2 separate regions of the Sus scrofa genome follow, and region 2 is linked to region 1. The links are chromatin contacts, called in public targeted proximity ligation maps. All regions are on one chromosome and are shown on one strand. The core of a region is the stretch at or near the end of the contact, and the rest is flanking DNA. Distances in the headings are between cores, read along the strand shown. Region 1 has its middle 13 kb from the start of NANOGNB. Region 2 overlaps SLC2A3 (solute carrier family 2, facilitated glucose transporter member 3).

Evidence for each region.
Region 2: a contact with region 1 is called in a targeted proximity ligation map of alveolar macrophages. A contact is called at or near these places in 3 of 47 Hi-C or Micro-C datasets (embryonic fibroblasts, epiblast stem cells and omental adipose tissue) and 1 of 2 datasets of targeted methods (alveolar macrophages).

The regions. Positions count from the first base shown.
Region 1 is chr5:62,911,050-62,916,532 of Sscrofa11.1, reverse strand. No RefSeq gene overlaps it. Among named protein-coding and RNA genes, the nearest start is that of NANOGNB, 13 kb to the right of the region's middle.
Region 2 is chr5:63,030,630-63,036,337 of Sscrofa11.1, reverse strand. All of the region lies in intron 2 of SLC2A3 (solute carrier family 2, facilitated glucose transporter member 3), which reads left to right. Among named protein-coding and RNA genes, the nearest start is that of SLC2A3, 8.5 kb to the left of the region's middle.

The DNA.
Region 1 (5,483 bases), core at 1,138-3,637:
GTCTACCCACAGGGCCTGTTCCACCTTGGGAGTTCTTGTTGGAATAGACACTCTGGATATGGATCTAGCTTCCCTGTATGCAATGATTCTGCCAAAACTACCATCTGCAGACTCAGAGAATGCCTTATCCAACATCACGGTATCCACATAGCATTGCCTCTGATCAAGGAGCTCGCTTTATTGCAAATGAAGTACTGCAATGAGCCCATGCTTATGGAACTGCATGGTCTTACAATGTTTACCATCATTCTAAAGTAGCTGGCTTTAAGGATCTGGTGGCTCAGTGGGTTAAGGATCTAGGATTGTCACTGCTGTGACTCGTCTCTGATCCCTTGCCCAGGAACTTCTGCAGGTTGCAGCCAATAAATTAAATAAATAAATAAATACAGAGGCTGGCTTGATACTACTACTAAAGGGGGAACAGCCTGTAGAAGACTCAGTTACAGTGCCAGCTAGGTGGCAGTACCTTACTGGCCTGGGGCAGCATCCTCCAAGAGGCTCTATATGGTCTAAATCAGCATCCGATACACAGTAGTGTTTTTTTTTCATAGCCGGGATTGACAAGTCCAGGAATCCAGGGGTTAGACATGGGAATGGCATCACCTCCTTTTTACCTTAGTCATATATTAGCAAAATTTTTGCTTTCAGTCTCCATGACGTTATGCTCTGTTGGTCTAGAAGTCATGCCCTGCGATTAAAGTCAACAGAAAACTACAACAACCCAATCTAGGAGGAATGAAGGTTTGGGTCACCCCATGAGGCAAAGAATCACTACAGCTGAAGTGCTTGCTGAGGGCAAAGAGAATATGTTCTCATCTCTTAGCAAGTTTGATGATCGTAATACAATATTGTTCTCTATACTCACTATAGTGTGCATTAGATCTCTCTATACCACTCATTTCATGCAAAGGGAATATGGAAAGAGTAGTGGAAGATGGTGAGGACTAAATACCACTTATGACCGTGTGACCAGTTGAAGAAATAGACTGTAATTGTCATGACTATTTCTTCCCTTTTTTTGTTACTGTATTAATCTGCTCAGGCTGTCCTAACAGAAAACCACAGATGTACTCACTTAAACAACAGAAATTTCATTTTCTCACAGTTCTGGAGGCTGGAAGTCCAAGATCAAGACACTGATGGGGTTGGTTTCTGATGAGAAGTCTCTTCCAGGCTTTCAGACAGCTGCCTTCTTGGTGTGTCCTCACACGGCCTTTCTTCTGTGTGTGTGCCCTATGGTGTCTCTTCCTCTTTTTATAGGGACATTCATCCTAGTAGATTAGTGCCTCCACTTTATGACCTCATTTAACCTTAATTACTTCCTTAAGGGTCCTATCTGCAAATATATAGTCACATTGGGAGTTAGGGTTACAACATATGGATTTGAGAACATAATTCATTCCATAACAGTTACAAATAATGTGTGTGTGTGTGTGTGTGTCTGTGTGTGTGTCTGTGTGTGTGTCTGTGTGTGTGTAGCAAATATTCCTGTTTGCATCCTTTTCTGATGGCTGTATCATCTGACATAAAATGTATTGGTCATAATTAACTTTGGCGTTCCTATCATGGCTCAGTGGTTAACGAATCCTACTAGGAACCATGAGGTTGCAGGTTCGATCCCAGGCCTCGATCAATGGGTTAAGGATCCGGCTTTGCCATGAGCTCTGGTGTAGGTCACAGACATGGTTCAGATCTGGTGTTGCTGTGGCTGGGTGGAGGCTGGCAGCTGTAGTTTGGATTAGACCCCTAGCCCAGGAACCTCCATATGCTGCTGGTACGGCCCTAAAGACAAAAGACAGAAAAGGGAAAAAAAACCCCACACACACCCCCAAATCCTCTATCTGGAAAGGTTTTATTCTTCAGAAAGAAAACTTGTGGAACGGGACCAGCTAAGGCTATCTTTAAGGTAAAAGATGAGGCAGTCTGATGGATTTCAAATCCAATCTGGTATGAATAAGCATCATTAAGTACAGGTCTATCTTCTAAGAGAAATAATCTGTTATGGTGGAAGGAAGTCCTGATGGTGAGGCCCCGCAATCTGTGACCATCTCCTATCTCAGCATCGACAAAGCAAGTGAGCTGGCGGTCCAGCAACTCCACACCCTTTACTTTATGCCAGAGTTTACCCTCCACGAGGGCCTGGTAAACTAAGAATGCCATAGAGACTTGGGCGGCGTCTCCTATATCAAATTCCCTCATTTCTAAGTAATGTGGGTGGATGCCCATCCAGGCGACCGGGACGGACGGGGGCGGGGGGCAACTAATGGGCGCCAGCGAGGCGAAAACACGGCCTGCCGACCGTGGCAGCCAGGTGGGCTCAGAGTCGCGGGTTTCCCGAGCCCTGCAGGGCGGTGCGCCGCTGGAGCTGCACCCGCCGGCGCCGGCCGGAAGCAGGGGCTCGCCCGCCTAAGTTCCGCTTTGCTGCCGCCGGCTGCTTCAGGGCTGGAGGGCTCATATCCTTATTTTCCTTTTCTGTTTCAGAAACCTATCCAGGTTACATTACATTCAGTCATCATGCCTCTTAAGGCTCCTTTTGGCTGTGACAGTTGGTCTTTTTAATTTTAAGGACTCCCATTTCACCGTGCCCTCATCTATTCTTGACTCTGTTGCCCATTTCCCCACATTTTTCTCTGCTTGTATTTATTGCCAACTCCCTGAATACATAATTTGTTAAATACTGCTTTTAAAGGTATTATTATTTTTCCTTAAGATATTTGTCCCCATTTGGTTGGCAGGTGTTCTCAAAAATGTCAAAGATATCTTCTAAAAAAGATGAAGATTCTATGATCAGTAGGCATCTAGTTTTTTATTTTTATTTCTTATAATTTTTCTTTTCTTTAATTATTTTTAGGGCCGCTCCTGCAGCATATGGAAGGTCCCATGCTAGGGGTCCGTTCGGAGTTGAGCTGTCGGCTTACACCACAGCCACAGCAATAGGGCATCTGAGTCTTGTTGCAGCTTGCAGCAACACTGGATCCTTAACCCACTGAGGGAGGCCAGGGAACCTGAATTGTCATGGATACTAGTTGGGTTCTTAACCCGCTGAGCCATAATAGGAACTCCCACATTTTTAGAATTCTGTTTTCCTCTTGCAAATTTCCCTCAGGTTAATCACATTCTTCCACCCTCACTTCTACAAATTATAGACAGTGTGGTATGGTCTGGGGGAACCCGGAAAGGGAAGTGTTAGCTTTGAGGTTAGTCAGACCAGGGTTTGAATTCCAGAGCTACCATTATTCCAGCTATTTGGATCTTGGGCAATTTCATTTAACCTGATTTTCTAATTATCTGTAAAATAGCTGGAGAGAAGGCAGAACTTTACCTAAGATTTATATTTACATAAACAGATTAACAAGAGAAAAGCATTTAACTTTAGTTAATATTTTTCATATGGCGTTATTTACAGGAAAATGACTCAAAAAGCAGTTACGCATCATTTTTACTGCTTAATTATCTGTGATGATCTTATCTTCTAACATAGGTTGCTAATGTAATTATGGCATCTGATTACAATATTAAGTGGGGTAAATAATAATTGTCTAGGATTATTATTATTATCATCACTATTGGCTAGGATTATTATTAATTGTTGTAATTATTTGTTATTATTTATTAATATGCCTATTGTTATTGCTAATATAATTATGGCATCTGATTACAATATTGTGTAGGGGTAAATAAAAATTGCCTAGGATAACTGAAAATTAATAAACAAATGTTTGACATGAAGTACTTCCCATAGACTCTTCAATCATGAACAAGCCAGGATAGGAAGATTTTTTCTACTCTGCTCATCTGGCACCTAGAATCATGCCAGTTACGTGAGGAAGATGCTTAGTAAATATTTTAATTAATGCTAAGTGAATAAAAATATTTTTAATGCAGAGTTTGATGGAGAGGGGGCAATGAACTACATTTACAAGTTTAAATAATTTTTTACTACACTACATAAAAGCATTCTATGCAGAAAATATTTCTGCTGTGAAATGCTGTCAGCTTGTCATCTGAAGAAACTGAATATTAGATTCCATTGAATATCAAAATTTAAGCTGTAACCATATCTTACAGAAGGTAGAGGTTCAGTGTTAGCATTCTTTTTTTTTTTTTTTTGTCCTTTTGCCTTTTCTAGGGCTGCTCCCACAGCATATGGAGGTTCCCAGGCTAGGGGTCTAATTGGAGCTGTAGCCGCCAACCTACACCAGAGCCACAGCAATGCAGGATCCAAGCCTTGTCTGCAACGTGCACCACAGCTCACAGCAATGCCAGATCCTCAACCCACTGAACAAGGTCTGGAATTGAACCCGCAGCCTCATGGTTCCTAGTCGGATTCGTTAACCACTGAGCCACAATGGGAACTCCACTCCAGCATTCTTTTTTATGGTTGTTTGCAGGCTGCACATTCATATTTAGTATGTACTGAGTGTCTAAATTTTACTAGGTAGGTACTGTGCTGGGCATGGACTTTATATGAGGCAGAGAACATAGTGGTTATGATAATTTTTCTCAAAAAATATGGTACTTGAGGCATTACACCACAGCCCCTGAAATGTGGGATCTGAGCCACATCTGCAACCTACACCATAGCTCATGGCAACGCCTGATCCTTAACCCACTGAGCAAAGCCAGGGATCAAACCTGCATCCTCATGGATACTAGTTGGATTCATTTCCGCTGCGCCGCAATGAGAACTCCCATGGCCTGTCTCTTCTTTTCTTTCTTTTTCTGTTCTTTTTTTTTTTTTTTTTTTTGGCTGCAACTTTGCATAGGAAATTTCACCAGGAAACTTCTTCTCAGTTTATCAGTAGAATGTAAATAGCTATAATATCTACCTCATATGGTTCTTGTAAGAATAATAAGAGACAAAGCATTCAAGATGGTAGCAGAATGCCAGGCGTATAGAAATTGCTCAGTAAGTGTTAGCTATTATTTACTACTGTAAGGAAGGGGAAATAGTTTTCCTTCTACCTTTCTGATTTCTTTTTTATTTATTTATTTTTTTTTTGCTTTTCAGGGCCACACCCACGACATATGGAGGTTCCCAGGCTAGGGGTCTAATCGGAGCTACAGCTGCCAGCCTATGCCACAGCCACAGCAATACCAGATCCGAGCTGCATCTGTGACCTACACCACAGCTCACAGCAATGCTGGATCCTTAACTCGCTGAGTGAGGCCAGGGATTGAACCTGCAACCTCATGGTTCCTAGTCAGATTCATTTCCAATGCACCACGATGGGAACTCCCTACCTTTTTGATTTCTTAACTGAGACTCTCATAATAAAAGACAGATTGGAGTTCCCTGGTGGTGCAGTGGGTTAAGGATCAAGCATTGTCATTCTTGTGGTTCAGGTCACTGCTCTGGTGTGGATTCAACCACCGGCCTAGCAACTTTTGTATTCACTAGTGCAGACAAAAAAAAAAAAAGAAAAGAAAAGCAAACAGAAGTTTATGAACATGTATATCTCATGCATACCTGGGGATATAAA
Region 2 (5,708 bases), core at 3,133-5,632, 120 kb before region 1:
TGTCCTACAGTTTAACTCCGTTTTGACAGGAACCAGAGGTAGCAGATCCCACAGGTCAAGGGCTCTGTCCCACAAGATTGCTTCTCTTCTGCCACCCTCCCCAGTACACACAGACCCACACACTTCATATGCCAATTGCAAGCCCAGGTTATCACCTGTTATCGCCAACCAGCTATGGACCAGATTACAAACGACCCCCTCCTTGGGTTTGGTTAATTTGCTGAAGTGGATCACAGAATGCAGAGAAACACTTAGGTTTATCAGTTTATTAAAAGATATGGTACCAGGACCTCTCTGTTCAGTCCTGAGCTTTTCTTCCCATTGCAGGGCTTTTCCCTATACTTGCCTACAGAGGTATGGTTATGCCACCCCTTAGATTTTGTTAGTATATTATCACATTGCACTCTTAAAGCTCTGTGCATATGAATTATTTCAAGGATCTGAGCATAAGGCATGGCCAGCAGTGTTAGTGAAACTTTGTGTTAATGAAATAGTATTAGGAGTTCCCACTGTGGCTCAGTGGTTAACAAATCCGACTAGGAACCATGAGGTTGTAGGTTCGATCCCTGGCCTCACTCAGTGGGTTAAGGATTCGGCATTGCCGTGAGCTGTGGTATAGGTTACAGACTCGGTTCGGATCTGGCATTGCTGTGGCTGTGGCTTGGGCTGGCAGCTGTAGCTCCTATTAGACCTCCTCCATCATAAGTGACTAGAAAAGACCCCTTGCCAAAAAAAGCATCCTCAAAAGATTACTTATTATATTATCTTGTTGTTAACTGAATGTTTGTGTTCCCACAAAATTCATATGTTGAAATCTGAAATCTGATTCCCAATGTGATGGTATTTGAAGATAGGGACTTTGGGGGGTGATTAGGTCATGAGGATGGAGCGGTCAAGGATGGGATAAGAGTCTTTATAAGAAGAGGTCAGGGAGTTCCCTTCATGACTCAGCAATTAACGAACATGACTAGGATCCATGAGGATGTAGGTTCGATCCCTGGCCTCACTCAGTGGGCTAAGGATCCAGCTTTGCTGTGAGCTGTGGTGTGGGTCTCAGAGGTGGCTTGCATCCTGTGTTGCTGTGGCTCTGGCGTAGGCAGGCAGCTACAGCTCCGACTGTACCCTTAGCCTGGGAACCTCCATATGCCACGGGTGTGGCCCTGAAAGGACAAAAAAAAAAGTTATGAAAACAAAACAGCTAACAACAGAAACAGGGGGCAGGCTGCATTTGGCCCTGGTGTTCAAAAAACAGCAGGGAAGCATGTGGTGCATCAGGGAGAAGAGGGGCAGGAAATGAGATTGGGGAGGCAGCCCAGACCAGGTCACAGAGTTCCCGGTAGCCCAAGATGAGATGTTTAAGTTTTTTTTCTAAATATAATGGAAGGCCACTGGAAGGGTTTTGACCAGGGGAGAAATAAGAGCAGATTTGTTTTTAGGAGGTCACTGTTCCTGTTAGTGGGAGAATGGACTGTATGGGGGCAAACGTAGAAACAGAGATCAGTTATTGGCTGTTGAATTGGTAGAGATAAAGGTGACTTGGGCAGCAGTGGTAGTAACTGGTAGGGAAAATAGTCAGATTCAGTAGGCAGGACTTGCTAATGCATTGGGCATGGAGTGCGAAGGTAATTCAGAAATCGATACTAGGTCCTCTATTTTTATTTTTATTTTTTTCCATTATAGCAGATTTACAGTGTTATGTCAATTTTCTACTGTACACCAAGGGGACCCAGTCACACATACATATATACATTCTTTTTTCTCACATTATCATGCTCCATCATAAGTGACTAGATATAGTTCCTAGGGCTATACAGCAGGCTCTCATTGCTAACCCAATCCAAAGGCAATAGTTTGCATCTATTAACCCTCAATTCCTCCTCCCTCCCCCTCCCCCTTGGCAACCACAAGTCTGTTCTCCATGTCCATGATTTTCTTTTCTGTGGAAAGGTTCATTTGTGTCATATATTAGATTCCAGATATGAGTGATATCATGTGGTATTTGCCTTTCTCTTTCTGACATACTTCACTTGGCATGTGAGTCTCTAGTTCCATCCATGTTGCTGCAAATGGCATTATTTTGTTCTTTTTTATGGCTGAATAGTATTTCATTGTGTGTATATATATACCTCGTCTTCTTAGTCCATCTATCTGTGGATGGACATTTAGGTTGTTTCCATGTCTTGGCTATTGTGAATAGTGCTGCAATGAACATATGGGTGCATGTGTCAGGTCCTCTATTTTTAGCTTAAGCAATTGAGGTAGGAAATTGGAAGAAGAACAAGTTAGGAGGGAGTGGATCGGGACCCTGGAGCACTCCTGGGTTTAAGATTCTCTTTAGCCCTACCTGTGGAGATGTCCAAGTCTGCAGCCTAAAGACCCAGTCCAAGTTGGAGACTGATATTTGATATAAATAGTGTTTAAAGCCATGTGCCTGGAGGACACAAGCCATGGAGTGACTGTGTATAGAAAAGAGTTTTAAGGATTGAACCTTGGGGACATTCCAATGTGTCGAAATGCTGAGAAAAGACAGTAAGATAAATAGGAAACCAGGACAGGTTGGTGTATCAGAAGCCAAGGGAAGAAATTTATTCGCACAAGGAGAGAGTGTTAGGTGTTGTCACCTGTTTTTAGTGGTCATGTAAGAAGGACAGAGATTTGACCACTGGTTTTAGTGCAATGGAGTTTGTTGATGACCTTGACAGGAGTAGTTTAAACAAAACAGAAGGGACAAAAGCCTAGTTGGAGTAGGTTTGTTTGTTTGTTTTTCAGTCAGGACTTCGGCATGTGGAAGTTCCGGGGCCAGGGATGGAACCGGCCATGGTGGTCGAAACACCAGATCTTTAATCCATTGAGCCACTGGGGAACTCCTGGAGTAGGTTTAGCAGAGAATGGTTTGAGGAGTTTGAGACATTTTCCTTTAAAGCTAGCACAGATGGGAGTTCCTGTTGTGGCGCAGTGGTTAACGAATCCGACTAGGAACCATGAGGTTGCGGGTTCGGTCCCTGCCCTTGCTCAGTGGGTTAACGATCCGGCATTGCCGTGAACTGTGGTGTAGGTTGCAGAGGCGGCTCGGATCCCGAGTTGCTGTGGCTCTGGCATAGGCCGGTGGCTAGAGCTCCGATTCGACCCCTAGCCTGGGAACCTCCATATGCCACGGGAGCGGCCCAAGAAATAGCGACAACAACAACAAAGACAAAAAGACCAAAAAAAAAATAAAAATAAAAAAAAATAAAGCTAGCACAGATGTGAAGTGCTTATCCTGAGAGGGACTTAAGGTCAAGGGAAGAATTACATCTTTCATTACTATGAAGGAATATATATATTACAAGAATATTTTATGGTGAAAAAAATGTTTATTTAGAATTGGCCAGACACATTTTTAGCAACATGGATGGACCTAGAAATTATCATGCTAAGTGAAGTCAGCCATACAATGAGACACCAACATCAAAGGCTTTCACTGACATGTGGAATCTGAAGAAAGGACAGAATGAACTTTGCAGAACAGATACTGACTCACAGACTTTGAAAAACTTATGGTCTCCCAAGGAGACAGTTTGGAGGGGGAGAGGATGTGCTGGGGTTGTGGGATGGAAATCCTATAAAATTGGGTTATGATGATCATTGTACAACTATAAATGTAATAAATTCATCGAGTAATAAAAAAAAAAAATGGAGTTCCCATCGTGGCTCAGTGGTTAATGAATCCGACTAGGAACCATGAGGTTGCGGATTCGATCCCTGGCCTCGCTCCATGGATTAAGGATCCGGCGTTGCTGTGAGTTGTGGTGTAAGTCCAAGACACGGCTCGGATCTGGCGTTGCTGTGGCTCTGGAGAAGGTCAGCGGCTACAGCTCCAATTAGACCCCTAGCCTGGGAACCTCCATATGCCGCAGTGCGGCCCTAGAAAATACAAAAAAAAAAGAAAAAGAAAAGAAAGAACTGAGGGCCAGCAAATGGGATGGAGCGTTTCCATGGATGACAGCACAGGTTGTGTAATCAAGAGAATGAATCAGGTTTTTAAATTTCCAAGGAATGAGAAGGGAAGTGAGCCAGGGGATCAGCAGATTATTGCAATATCCCGATGGCATGTACTTCAAAGGATCTGTGTCTGAGGGACTAGAGGAGGAGAAATAGTTTGGAATAAGAATAGGCAGAGTGGAGCTGAGTTAAAATGAAATGTTGAACCCACTCTGGGACTTTTAGAGGAGTGAGGAAAAAAAGGATCGTGGCATTTACACCGGACTTAATTTTGAGAAAAAGATAATTCCAGCCTGAGAAAATGCTATTTCCAAAGCAGAAGGAGCTACCACTGGGGTTCCACAGAAGACTGGTGCTCTTGCCAATCCGCCTTCAGGCCTGTCTGCCCTGTGGCTGAGAGCGCCCTGGTGTCGCCAGCTCTCCTTAGCCATGGGCCACCAGGTGGCAGTATGTGCCTTTGGGGCACCCTTGCTAGTCCTGTGGGTTTACAGGGATGGAAATGAAAATCCAACTGAGTGTGAGGCCAAGCGTTGGTTTGTGGTCTTCGTTAGGCCTGAAAGTGTTGTCCTAGCAGTGAGTCGGCAAAGCCCTCAAGAGAAGAGAATAAACCTGAGAACATTTGGCAAAAGATCAGGAAACAGGTAAAAGGAAAGGAAGCTGCAGTACGATGGGGTATGATGAGGGGTAAGAAGTAGAGGCTGAAAGATGGAACCACGGAGAAAGGAAGACTTGCAGACCTGCCAGTAGGGTGGGTAGTGGGCACCAGAGCAGCAAGGAAAGACAGACCGAAGCAGGGATCACCTTTTCGGCTTGTTCACTCACAAAATAATTTTGAAAAACTATGTTCCCCTCCCCACCTCACACACACGTTTTTAAACTGACATCCACGATTTTTTTTAATGTGTAAATAACTTTCAGGGATTAATTTCTGCTATCTCAAATATCCCATACATGTTTTCAGGGCAATTGTTAGCTCTCTGGTGCTTTTGTACAAATTAGGAAAGGGTGTCCCTCTGGGAAGAAGCAGAATGGACAGGTTTGCTAAGGACAGTCCCCCTGGGCAAAGAAAAGGTACCCCTTCTCTGGCTGAGGCGCAGGGCTGGCCAGTGGATTGTGGGCTTCAGTTTAGGCTTCCCTTGCCTGGAAACCACAACTTTACCCACAGGCCTTGTAGACTTTATTTATTTATTTGGTGAAAGCCTTTGAATTTAGACAGAGCTCATTCAGTGGAACTGTAAACTAAATGATGAAGCCAAATCAGACTTGGGCTTATTTCAAATAAAATTAACTTCTATCCCCGCACCAACGAGCTTACTTCTCAATTCTTAAGACAAATCGATTCTATGGAAATTTGCTTAGTGTCTCTTTACCAGTTGATGCTTCTAAAACTAGCACATTTAGGAGTCACGTGGAAGGCTTGTTATTAATACAGATTTGTTGGTTCTACCCTTTAGAGAGGCTGACCTGGAAGGTCTGGGGTGGAGCTATACATTTTCATATCTGACAAGCTCCCAGGAGATGCTGATAGGGATCATCTATGATGATCACACTCTGAGTAGCACTCAAAGCGCTGCCCCCAAGGCCCTATGGACTGTCACAAGGCTCCTCCTCGGGAACTGTGCACTCTCAAATTGTGCCGGTGCACCACGGTAAAAATTTAAGATGGGTTAGAGCTAAGGTTTTATTTTACGGAGTAGGAGAAAGCTGTGGGAAGAAAGATGGGAAAG